2 separate regions of the Triticum aestivum genome follow, and region 1 is linked to region 2. A link is a contact called in public Hi-C data. All regions are on one chromosome and are shown on one strand. Each heading gives the region's core, a stretch centred on a gene start, on an enhancer-like site or on the middle of the called end of the contact. The rest is flanking DNA. Distances are from core to core; before and after follow the strand shown. Region 1 has its middle 50 kb from the start of LOC123141580. Region 2 holds the start of LOC123144959 (aldehyde dehydrogenase family 3 member F1).

Region 1 (3,614 bases), core at 91-2,590, 140 kb before region 2:
CATTTAACAATTTTCAAATGCTTGAGTAATATTTGTCAAATGTTTTATGTAAATTTGTTTTGTAATATAAATATTTAGAATATTTGGACATATAAACAAAGTAAAAAATGTATATATAACGAAAACAAAACAAAAGGCCCAGGTTGTGGCCTTCGGCCTCGCGCGCTGGGTCGGCCCAGTTTTGCACACGCGGCGCTCGCACGCAATAGACGAGACATGGGCACGGGAGCTCCTAGTTGGGGCAAAACCTATTTGGCGCTGCAGGCACCGGTTTCTTCGGGTTTTTTGCAAACTGTCGCCTGCAGGCGCTTTAGCTGGGCTCGGCCCGTTTATCTCTTTCGCTCGCGTATTCAAAGCGCAAAAATTCCACGATATCTAGGAATCCAACCAAGGACTCGCTGGTTCAGGGCGCACAGTGGTAACCACCCCGCCACAAGACCTTGATTCGCTAAGTTCCATCACTTGTTTTACTTATCATCTTTTCTTTCCTTTTTCTGTTTTTTATTTTTTCCTGTTTTCTATATTCGTTTTTTTGCTTTCTGTTTTATTTTTCCTTCTTGTTCATTCGATTTTTCTCAAATCCATCTACATTTTTAAAAATTGATGAACTTTTTTAAGATTTTCTGAACTTTTTTCTAGTTCAATGAACTTTTTTCAAATTTGATAAAGTTTTTTTCCAAATTCGATGAAATTTTTCCAAATCCGATGTACTTTTTTCAATATTGACGAATTGTTCCTTCAAATTTGTTAATTGTTTTCAAAATTAATGAACTATTTTTTCAAAGTCATTGAACTTTTTGTCAAAATCGATGATCTTTTTGTCAAAATCGATGAATTTTTGTCAAAATCGATGAATTTTTTTCAAAACCGATGAACTTTTTCCGAAAATGATGATCTTTTTGAAAATGAAATCGTGAACTTTTTTAAGTTTGTGAATTTTTCTTCAAAAATGATGAACTACTTCTCAAAATCGATGAACTTTATTTAAGTTGTGAACTTTTGTCTCAAAATCAATGAACGATTTTAAATTGATGATTTTAAAAAAATAGAAATCTAAATTATAAATAAATAGCGTGGCTATACTAGTTCATGTACTGTTAGCGCTATTAAAATCACAGTTGTCCAATTGCTGCGGTGGTCAGCTAAGCTCAAACATGGCTTGACTTCGCGAGCGATGCGAGTCTCCCTTTTTTGCGTTTTTATGTTGATTTTTGTTCGCCACGATTTCCCTTAGCGGGCCTACCCAGTAAAGCGTTGTAGCGGGCGCCAGCTACTATTCGGCCATTTAAGGCGCCGAATAGGAGCTCCCCCCTAGTTGGCGCTTTCAGCGCCGATACGGGAAAGTGGCGCTCAAGCGCCCCCGAACTTGGGCCGGCCCAACGCAGGTGTTTGCTCGGTCGGCAGGTAGCTTGATGGTTCGCTCGGTCGATACGTCGCTCGATGTTTCGCTCGTTCCTTCTTCAGTCGCGGTTGAGGTTGTGTTGACTTAAAAAAAACCCAGAAAAAGCACGAAAATTCATGAATTAAAAAATATACATAGATTTTGAAAAAAAAACGTCCACAAACTTCAAAACATTGACAAATTCGGTAAAAATCATCAAATTTGATTTTTTTAATCAAATTTGAAAACAAAAGTCATCAAATATGAAAAACAAAGTTCATCAATTTTAGAAAAAGTTCATCGATTGTCAAAAAAATATTCATTGATTTTAAGAAAAACATGGATTTTGGAAAAATCTTCATCTAATTTGGAAAAATGTTCATCGACTTCGAAAAATGTTAATCGACTTTGAAAAAAGTTCAGCATATTGTAAAATATCATCGATTTTGAAAAAAGTTCATCAAATTGTAAAAAAAGTTCATCAATTTTGAATAAAAGTTCATCAAAATTGAAAAGAATCATGAATTTTTAAAAAAAATCGTTGATTTTGAAAAAAAGGTCATCAATTTGAAAAAAAGTTCAGCAAATTTCAAAAAGTACATCGATTTGAAGAAAAAGTTCACATATTTAAAAAAGCAATTCATCAAACCAGAAGAATAAAAAACAAAAAGGAAAAAGCAATAATGAATAAAAAGAAAAAAGAAAAAAATGAAAAAAAGGAAAACGAAGGAATAAAAGAAGGAAGCAGTTGCTAGTTAGCAGATTCCGCTTTGTGGCGTGGTGGTTAGACGAACCTACCACTTTGGCAGAGGTCGTGGGTCCGATACATGAAACTAGCGCTATTTTTTGCCGATTAAAAACACGGTATATGGGCCGAGCCCAACTAACGCAGCTGCAGGCACTTGTTTGCAGAAACAGCTATAACCGGCGCCTGTGGCGCCAAATAGGATTCGCCCATGGGCATGCCCCGTGTTGGTGGCTGGTGGCACTTCGTTTCACTCGGGGCCGTGGCGTCATAATTGCCTCTGATTACTTGAAAATCTTGTCGGCAAAAGCCCATCCGGTTCGATGTATCAAACGAACTGCAAGTACGTTTGGAGATGGACTAACTAACGGTTAGCCCCATCACCATAGGTAAGTCTCCCCTCCCCCAGTCGGCCTTGCCGGCGTCAGGAGGGGCGGGGAACATGATCTATGAGTGGAGTTCTTAATAAAAGTAGTGTTTTCAATAGATAGGGTTAGGGTTTTGGTAGCCGTCTTCTTCATCAATGGAGATGTCATCGTCTATAATAAGTAATCTTTGGCCATTCGTTCGACGATGAGATCTCCTTCCCAACGTCAATGATGGTGTTGGAAGATTAAACTTGTCTAGGTATGATCCTTCAGATCGATTTTGGATTTTCTTCTCTTGGTTGCATGAGGAGGTTTGTCCTCGCAATATCTGCCCCGGCTGCTACGTCCTTGACAACGGTGATTTGTACTCTCAGCTCCCAGCGACGTCGACCAGGCTGTTTGGTTGTCTTTCCCTGGAATGCCGGTGTAGGTTCTTTTGCCGATGTTGGTTGCTTATTTTATTGACTACATGCATGCATCGTGGCCTTGGCATTGTGGCTCAAATGAAAACTACGGGAGAACCCTTGTGGGTATTTACAGGTTTGTGGTTTGCTATTGTTGTTAGTTTTCTATGGCTGCCTTCAGAAGTACTAGATTATGTCATGAAAGAAGAAAGAGTTTCAAGATCTCAAAGATTTACTCGTTTCCTGTAGACTTTGTTTTGTAATCATTCTAATCAGCTCATGTATCTCTACCATCTACTATTCGTTACTATAAATATATCATGGCATTGATTGGAAAACAAAAAACTAATGGGTACCCCGCGGGGGCTTCCCAGTGGGAATTTGCGAGCACAGGGGGCGTCTTGAGCCGCCACGTGGTGCTCCCCAACGCCGCCACGTGTCACGCATTGGGCACACCCACGGGATCTTATTTTTTTTCCGCACATGTTTTGTTGTTTTTCCGTATTTCGGTTTCTTTCATACTTTATTTTGTTTTTCTAGGTTTTCATGATTTTTCTAGAAAAAAATCTCGTGTGAAGCACACCATGTGAAAAAACATTCCAGAAAAGTGAAAAACACTGGTGTGCTTCCCCCCCAAAAAGAGAAATACAACTGTGCTTCCCGGTTTACATATTTTTCCTGTTTTCATATTTTTATTTTTTATTTCCCTTTATTTG
Region 2 (3,225 bases), core at 223-2,722:
TGGGTGTTTGAGCACCCTAGACGGTTGAGGTCACCGCGGAGCCATAGTCCATTGTGGTGAAGCTTCGTGGTGTCGTTGGGAGCCTCCAATTAAGTTGTGGAGATTGCCCCAACCTTGTTTGTAAAGGTTCGGTCGCCCCCTCCAAGGGCACCAATAGTGGAATTATGGCATCTCGCATTGTGTGAGGGCGTGAGGAGAATACGGTGGCCCTAGTGACTTCTTGGGGAGCATTGTGCCTCCACATCGCTCTAACGGAGACGTACTTCCCTTCAAAAGGAAGGAACTTCGGTAACACATCCTCGTCTCCACCGGCTCCACTCTTGGTTATCTCATCCCTTTACTTGTGCAAGTTTGTTTGTGTTGCATCCTTTGCTTGCTTGTGTGCTTGTGGTTGTTGCATCATATAGGTTGCTCACCTAGTTGCATATCTAGACAGCCTACTTTGATGCAAAGTTTAATTTGGTAAAGAAAAGCTAAAAATTGTTAGTTGCCTATTCACCCCCCCTAGTCAACTATATCGATCCTTTCAGCCGGGGGTCCGCCTCCATTTCCCAAAAAAATTATGATGATTTGTGTTATTTTCTATCTGGACTTTGATGAAATCCGCCGTGTTTGCATGAATTTTGTCCGGTTAGTTGAAACACTGCTTGAAATGTAAGCGGACATATGCGGCTAGCATTGGATGACCGCCTCAGGCATCAGTGTCCGTGGACTTGTCCCCTCTCCGCGGACTAATGCTGAAGCAAATTTACGGGTCACCGTTGAAAATGCCCTTAGTGACAAAAGCAGTTGGCCCTTTTTGCCGAGTTTTTGAGGTTGCCTGAGTGTTATACTCGACATGGATCATCTTTGCCGAGTGCCCGACGAAAAGAAAACGGGAAATGTGTCGGCACTCGGAAAGACGGATTTTCGAGCAGTGGAATGAATATACTGTTTCCATAAGCAAATTTGTGGAGACAAGAGGTGATTTGGTCACTTTTCAACAACCATCTTTGCTGAACCAATAAATCTCCTCACCAGTCAAAATGTTATTAAGGGCGACTACAATTTCAGTCCTTCTGCTGCGCAACATAGGTAGCACCATCACACGTATCTAGATAAAATAGATGATGTGGCAAGCGATAAATGAAGAAATGAAGGAAAGTGGTAACATAGCTAGTTACTAGTAGTATGAGTAACATCACAAATATCAAGGCAAAATGAGTCTATATAGCCTAATAAATGAAGTGTTGCATGTTACCACACATATGTTACTCCCCACTATAGAGGTAGTAACATAAACTAGTAATATGTGCATGTTACTAGTCTATGTTACTACCCATTGTGGCTAGTCTAAAAGGCCCCAACTCCTCTAGTTAATGCGGATTTGGGTTCCCGCAAAAGAAATTGTGGATTTCGGTAATCACGGTCCATAAACTGCCATGTTCACTCCACAAGTCCACATGAACCACGACACACTACCCAGTCAGTCAGTCTGCCACGCTCCGCCTTTGGTTGCCTTGCCTATTTAACACACGTTGGGTCGCCCGCATGCTCAACCCAAGCTAAGCCGGTGCCCGCCCCTTCCATCCATCCATCCATGGGAACCATGGAGGAGAAGCCGGCCCTTGGCTTGGGGAGCCTCGTGAGCAGCCTGCGAGTGGTGTACAAGAGCGGCAGGACCAAGGACCTCTCATGGAGGCGGTCGCAGCTCAACGGGCTCATCAGGCTCCTGACGGAGAAGGAGGAGGAGATCTTCGACGCGCTCCACGACGACCTCGGCAAGCACCGGACTGAATCCTTCAGAGACGAGGTACGTAACTATAGAGGGTTGTTGCTCCGTTTTGGCCAATCTCTCCCCTGATCTGTGCTGCTGGTCTTTAGGTTGGTGTTGTCGTCAAGTCCATCAAGCACACGCTGCAAAACCTCGAGAAATGGGCGGCCCCTGAGAAGGCAAGTCCTTGCCAATCGCCATGGCTTTATATACAAACTTAATTGGGCTGCTGCATGACTTGTTGTTTTTGTCAGTGTAGGCTCCTACGCCGTTGGTTTCCTTTCCGGCGACGGCGCTGGTGCTGCCGGAGCCGCTCGGGGTCGTGCTCATTTTCTCCTGCTGGAATCTCCCATTAGGTGCCCTCTTTGCTCCACAACCCCTTCAGTTTCATTATGCCTGTTCTCTCAGTTCTTCATTATCTTTGCAATGAGATGAATAGACGATGAAGTCTGACGCCGAATCACTGCTAGTCACCATGTTGGTTAGATAGATATCAGGCCATCATACGAATTCTATCATCTATTTATTGACCGGCAATTCTCGTATTTATATTGCGTGATTAATTACTTGATGGAGACCATCGGTGCCTACCGGAAATCAGTATAAGACACTTAAGAAAGTGACTACTGCAGAAAAGAACATCTTCGGTGTCGGAAAAAATCGATCATGACAGACCAATTCTCACCGCTAGCATCTAAAAAACGAATCTCACCACTAGTACCAGCGTAGCATCTAAAGAAAAAGAGGTTCAAAGAAGACGATTACGAGGTGTTGTTGGCTCGCTGTACGCTCACATGGTTTACTGCCAAAGTACCTCACATGCTTGTACGACCAAAGACCAGCGGTGCTGTACGAGGTCTGAGTTTAAACAACCTTTCTGATGGCAACAAGCTAGGTGCAGTCTTGCGATTGTGACAAGTGCATGCCTTCCATTTCCTACATACATGTGGTTGGTTGGTCACTTGTATGACAGGTTGATATGCTTAAGAGCATCTACAGCGGGGCGTTCTAAACCTGCCTCATATGTCCAGGTAGGCCGCCCGGTCACCGATCATTTTTTGACCCCAAAGGCCACCTCAAACGGGCCTCAAACGACCGGGCTGACCAGTACCCTTCATATACAACTCAAATATGGGACGGATAGGCGCGTCCGTCACGTAGGACTAACGATGGGGTCCCACGCGGACTCGCCTAGAAACTCGGCGGTCGAACGGACGCCTCCTCCATCGCTGCGGTGTGAACGCCGCGTGGCGCCACTCCGCCTCGCCGCCCAAGGCCAAATCCGGCTATTTAAGCCGGCCAGCGTCCCCCAACCCTAGCCCGTCCAACTCCTCCCTCTCACTGCCGCCACCCGAACCCGTCCATCTCCTCCCCCGTTCTTCCACACTCTCCAGCATAGCCATGGTTCGGCGGCTGATCACCACGTACACTATGCTCATTCCCGAGCGCCGGAGGCAGATCGCGGAGGAGAT

What was found. Hi-C and Micro-C count contacts between places; a contact is called where the count stands out from the background.
Region 1: a contact with region 2 is called in a Hi-C map of an unstated tissue, with 8 times the contacts expected there. The contact joins the enhancer-like site here to the promoter of LOC123144959 in region 2. A contact is called at or near these places in 4 of 5 Hi-C or Micro-C datasets (leaf, root and an unstated tissue).

What each region holds. Positions count from the first base shown.
Region 1 is chr6D:334,574,242-334,577,855 of IWGSC CS RefSeq v2.1, reverse strand. No RefSeq gene overlaps it. Among protein-coding and RNA genes, the nearest start is that of LOC123141580, 50 kb to the left of the region's middle. Within about 2 kb of position 1,340, at least 1 of the 8 cell types and tissues checked has an H3K27ac peak or open chromatin away from gene starts, as enhancers often do.
Region 2 is chr6D:334,433,883-334,437,107 of IWGSC CS RefSeq v2.1, reverse strand. It overlaps LOC123144959 (aldehyde dehydrogenase family 3 member F1), which reads left to right and starts at 1,472. Exons shown (of 9, transcript XM_044564234.1): 1 at 1,472-1,792; 2 at 1,864-1,932; 3 at 2,013-2,109. The coding sequence starts at 1,580.